2 separate regions of the Rattus norvegicus genome follow, and region 2 is linked to region 1. Evidence: chromatin contacts called from public Hi-C data. All regions are on one chromosome and are shown on one strand. The core of a region is the stretch at or near the end of the contact, and the rest is flanking DNA. Distances in the headings are between cores, read along the strand shown. Region 1 holds the start of Socs1 (suppressor of cytokine signaling 1). Region 2 overlaps Clec16a (C-type lectin domain containing 16A).

Region 1 (2,750 bases), core at 81-2,580:
AGCGCCAACCCTCCTGCCAAGTCCCAAAGGGATACTGTACCCCAAGAGGCTTTCTTATACACTTTGCCTGGACTGGGAGCACAGGCTGGGGATGGAATTCACCAACCCCAGTACTACTAAAATAGGCTGGTACAGGGTCCTGTGTTCAGTCCCCTGCACTGCAAAAACCAAGCACGGTCATGCTTGTAATTCCAGGAAGGCAGGAAGACCTGATGCCAGCCTGGGGAAACCGAGGCGGGGAGACCAGGAGGCCTTGGCCTCAGAGCTTCAGAGTCGCGTGGCAGCAAACAGAGAAACCTGTAGAGGGCAGTGTGCGTCACTTAGCTCAGGGAAGCTGCACGCGAAACTCACCCGCCTTCATTCATAAACATCGTCAGCTAGGCACCTACTCCTGGGCTTTCAGGACAAACTGAATCACGAAACCACAGTGTCCTTAAAATAGGTCTGACCGCCTGAATCCCTGGCCAAGGTGTGTACGGGGCATGGGAGCCCTTGTGCAGAGATGCTTGCAGGAGCCTTGAGGGGCTCTGTAAGACAGAGGCTAGGAAGACAAAGTTTGGGGGCTACAGCTTCTTGTCCTGCCCGGGGCCTCAGTTTCTTCGGTTGCCCACGTAGGAGTGCAGAGAGTCCAGGCCCCTGGGGACCCAACCCAACCCCGCCCAGTTTCCGAGGAACTCGTCCGGGAGCGGGGGCGCCCCTCCCGCACCGCCTTAGGCTTCCTTTGAAGCCTCTGCGGTCAGGCCACCGCTTCCTGGGAAGCCCAAGCCAAGGCCAGGCCGAGTGGCCAACGGGAGGGGCCCGCGCGCGATTCTGGAGGAGGGCGGCGGCCCCACAGGTCTCCAGGGCTGGCTAGCCGGGCTCCTAGAGCGGAGACTGCCAAGGCCTTCGGGTCCTGGGCAGGAAGGATCCTGGCAGGGAGGAGTTGCTTGGGGGGTGGGGGGGAAAGGCTCCAGGCGCGGTGGAGCTCTGACCAGGAGAATGCACACACTCGGAGGGGAGGAGGCGTGTCAGCCCCAAGCTAGCATCCCACCCGGGGAGCAGCGATGTGGGGCGAAGGTAGCCAGAGCAAAAGAGCAGGCACCAGGTGACACGAAACAGAAGATTCCGGGTAGAGCCAGAACCCCAGAAGTCCCATTCAGGGAAGGTGCGAGGCGAGAACGAGTTAGGTGGACCCTCTCCAGGGGCAGCCAAAGAAATCTAAAGAGAACCCGAAGGACTTGCCGGAAAGAGAAACCGAAAGCGGCGGTGGGCGGGATCGGTGGGCGGGGCCTCCCTGGTTTAAGAGCTTGATGCAGGGGCGGGCAGCAGCAGAGAGAACTGCGGCCGTGGCAGCGGCACGGCTCCCGGTCCCGGAGCATGCGCGACAGCAGCCCCGGAACCCCCAGCCGCGGCGCCCCGCGTCCCGCCGCCAGGTGAGCCGAGGCAGCTGCGAAGGAGCAGGCGGGAGGGGATGGGAGGAAGGGGAGCAGAGCCTGGCAGGACTATCCTCGCAGACTGCATGGCGGGGTCGTGGATGCTATGCCTCTGGCGCCCGCCCCACCGGCTGGCCCAGGCGGCCCCTCGCGCGCGCGGGGCGCCGTCAGCCCCTCCTCTCCGGCCCTGAGCCCGGATCGTCCGCCCGGGTTCCAGTTCCCGGCGTGGCCAGTAGGCGGCAGCCGCGAGGCGGCAAGCCACCCAGCGGGGACGGCCTGGAGTCGGGCCCCTCTCCACGCCCCCTTCTCCACGCGCGCGGGGAGGCAGGGCTCCACCGCCAGTCTGGAAGGGTTCCACATACAGGAACGGCCTACTTCGCAGATGAGCCCACCGAGGCTCAGGCTCCGGGCGGATTCTGCGTGTCACCCTCGCTCCTTGGGGTCCGCTGGCCGGCCTGTGCCACCCGGACGCCCGGCTCACTGCCTCTGTCTCCCCCATCAGCGCAGCCCCGGACGCTATGGCCCACCCCTCCAGCTGGCCCCTCGAGTAGGATGGTAGCACGTAACCAGGTGGCAGCCGACAATGCGATCTCCCCGGCATCAGAGCCCCGACGGCGGCCAGAGCCATCCTCGTCCTCGTCTTCGTCCTCGCCGGCGGCCCCGGCGCGTCCCCGGCCCTGCCCGGTGGTCCCGGCCCCGGCTCCGGGCGACACTCACTTCCGCACCTTCCGCTCCCACTCTGATTACCGGCGCATCACGCGGACCAGCGCTCTCCTGGACGCCTGCGGCTTCTACTGGGGACCCCTGAGCGTGCATGGGGCGCACGAACGGCTGCGTGCCGAGCCCGTGGGCACCTTCTTGGTGCGCGACAGTCGCCAGCGGAACTGCTTCTTCGCGCTCAGCGTGAAGATGGCTTCGGGCCCCACGAGCATTCGTGTGCACTTCCAGGCCGGCCGCTTCCACCTGGACGGCAGCCGCGAGACCTTCGACTGCCTCTTCGAGCTGCTGGAGCACTACGTGGCGGCGCCGCGCCGCATGTTGGGGGCCCCACTGCGCCAGCGCCGCGTGCGGCCGCTGCAGGAGCTGTGTCGCCAGCGCATCGTGGCCGCCGTGGGTCGCGAGAACCTGGCACGCATCCCTCTTAACCCGGTACTCCGTGACTACCTGAGTTCCTTCCCCTTCCAGATCTGACCGGCTGCCGCCGTGCCCGCAGCATTAAGTGGGAGCGCCTTATTATTTCTTATTATTAATTATTATTATTTTTCTGGAACCACGTGGGAGCCCTCCCCGCCTAGGTCGGAGGGAGTGGGTGTGGAGGGTGAGATGCCTCCCACTTCT
Region 2 (2,750 bases), core at 104-2,603, 110 kb after region 1:
ACAGACATGTAATCCCAACATTCAGGAGACTGAGGCAGGAGGACTGAAAGTTGGAGGCCACCCTGGACTACCTAGCAAGACCACGTCTCAAATATAACTAGATAAATAGGGGATAAGAAAATGGTTCAAAGTGTTTGCTGTGAGACCCTGATAACCTGAGTCCAACCTCAGGAACCTATACAGAAAGCAAGACATGGTGGCACGCTTCTGTAGCCCCAGGACACCTAGAGGGAGGTGGGAGGCAGGGGCAGGAGAGTGTGCCAGAGTCCACTGTAGTGGCAGTAAACAAGAGAGGCTATCTCAACGTGCTGGAGCTGAGAACTGGTGAGAACCGGTTTTAAATTGTTGCCCCTTGACTCTCATACTTCTCTCTCTTACATATGTAGACAAATACACGTTAGAAGCAAGTACAGCTTAGAGGTGGGGGATGCCTTTAATTTCTGCACTTAAGAGGCAGAGGCAGAGATCTCTGTGAGTTCAAAGCTAGCCTGGTTTACAGATTGAGTTCTGGGAAAGCCAGGGCTATACAGAGAACAGAGAAACCCTATTTTGAAACACCAAAAAGAAAACAAAAGATAGGGCTTAGTGAGTGGGAAAGGCACTTGCCATGCAAGTATAAACATCAGATGCTGTAGCCTATGTCTGTAATCCTGCTACTCCTACACAGAGAATCCCTGGAAGATCCCAGGCCAGCTCATCTGGTGGATGGTACCCAGTGGTGAACAACAAAAGACTTAAGGCGGGAGGAGAGCACCTTCCTCCATGGGTGTCCTCTCCAGCACACATGCAGATGCCCAGGAAGTAGAGACTAGGAAACGTCATTACAGGACCTACAGGCATTTAGGCCTTCTGGCCTTGAACTGAAGTTTTTAATTAAGACCCAGACTAGAACTCACATGTGAAAAAGAGGTTTACTTAAGGTTAAAAAAGAGAAAAAACAACTAAAAAAAAACCCAGGATTTCTCACCCATTCTACTTTCAATCAGTCAATCAATCAATCAACCAGTTGATCAATCAAATATTTACTGATTGTCTGCTATGGACCTGGCATTGGGGGTGCAGTGTTAAAATGAATTCCTGCCCTCTCGAGCCCACTGTCTGCTGGGAACAGACGGTCCACACAGCAGGGAGTGGAGTAAATCAGGGTAAACAGAACGAGACATAGCACTTGGCTTAGCCTGCTTAGATTCTTTAAAAGGCCCCTGCTAACCCCTCAAATAGACCTCTTCCAAAAGTCCTCTTCATCTGCAGAGGTAGAGCCATTCATTTCGAATGCTATGGGCATAAGGGTGTTTAACAGGCCCTGGCTCTGCGCTAAGCATCTGAAGCAGGAGTGCAGTCATCTGAACCTCCTGTAGGAGACAGCAGAGCAGTGACAGGCCCGCCCAGCCGCTCAGGCAGCTGCTGACACCCGGACCTTTCAGAAGGCACGGCTCCAGGACCCCAGCTGGAAAGTGAGTTGAGGTCAAGCTCCTCCACATATACCTAATCAAACTGTCAAACCTTGAGCCTGAAAGACTGTGTGGGTCACACTGAGACAGTAGACTCTGGAAGAGCCTGGAAAAGGACATGGGACTGTACTAAGATCAGCTGCTCACAAAGGAAGAGCTGGGTCATGTCGATTTGGCCAGGCTGCATGAATCTTACTTTTGCTAAGTTCTTGGCAGTGGAAATATCCACTAGGGAGAGAAAAGATAGGCTAAAGATAAGCAAAAAATCTGAGCACGACAGTGGGAAGGAATAATGGATTACAAGCTTGGCCTCCATGTTGGCAATGGCCCTGAGCCTCACCCCACAGCTGTCCCTGAGAGATTTTCCAGCTTGCTGCCTAGAAGCAGGCATATGGAGTTAGGATGTCACACACTTGGATATGTTAGGCGATGAAAAGAGCCAGTCAAGTAATCCCCAGTCAGTCAATCTAAGCTAGACAGTGACGGACCCCTGGGAAGGGGTACGCTTGGCAGGGGCGCAGGATCTGTTAGCTTAGCTTAGGGAAGTCCTCCCTAATTGAACCCTAGGCTACATAAGAATCAAGTCTCCAAGGTCTGGGCTTCCTGCCACAGGCTGGAGGCTTAAACAGAGTGCAGCTCTGGGCCCTTACCGGCCACCTAGCACTCAGGCACAGGGAGGAATAACTTGGCAGAAGGCCAATGCCCAGTGGACAGCTCTGCAGCTGTCACTTCACCCACTCACAATGGGTCCATCCTTGTCCTGGTGCCAGGGGCGGACACAGGGCTCACCCTTCATTGAAGTAGGAGCTGGGATCCAGCCTGATTCCCAACCATGTGTCTCTTGGTCCTGTGTTCCCAACCAGGTGTTTTCCCAGTCAAAACTTGTTTTTAGGCTTTCTGTGCAGACAGAAATGCCCAACAACTGTGCTGACTAGTCTGAAAGGTCCTAGTCTGTGTGGCTTTTTCAATTGAAACGAATTTACATTACGTTTAAAATGCACTTCCAAGGGCCAGCAAGATGGTTCAGTAGGTAAGGATGCTTGCTGCCTAGCCTGACAACCTAAGAAGGAACTGGTTCTCACAAGTTGTCATCAGAGCTACACACACACACACACACACACACACACTGCATGCATACATGCACTCATACACACTCTAGATAAAGTGTATGCGAAAACTAAGAACTGCTTTCCCACTATTGGGTAGCCACAAATGACTATATAAGGACTTGAATGTGGCTAACACAACTGAGGAACAGAATTTTAATTCTGCATTTTCACTAATTTAAGTTTTAGTAAC

What was found. A called contact is a pair of places that touch in the nucleus more often than the background predicts.
Region 2: a contact with region 1 is called in a Hi-C map of kidney, with 2.9 times the contacts expected there. The contact joins the enhancer-like site here to the promoter of Socs1 in region 1. A contact is called at or near these places in 12 of 12 Hi-C or Micro-C datasets (the A7r5 cell line, the Rat2 cell line, Schwann cells and 7 more) and 1 of 1 datasets of contacts at active chromatin or transcription factors (oligodendrocytes).

Annotation. Positions count from the first base shown.
Region 1 is chr10:5,388,244-5,390,993 of GRCr8, forward strand. It overlaps Socs1 (suppressor of cytokine signaling 1), which reads left to right and starts at 1,331. Exons shown (of 2, transcript NM_145879.2): 1 at 1,331-1,412; 2 at 1,915-2,750. The coding sequence starts at 1,965. The coding sequence ends at 2,603.
Region 2 is chr10:5,500,053-5,502,802 of GRCr8, forward strand. The region is part of intron 18 of Clec16a (C-type lectin domain containing 16A); the gene reads right to left. Among named protein-coding and RNA genes, the nearest start is that of Socs1, 110 kb to the left of the region's middle. Within about 2 kb of position 1,354, at least 14 of the 93 cell types and tissues checked have an H3K27ac peak or open chromatin away from gene starts, as enhancers often do.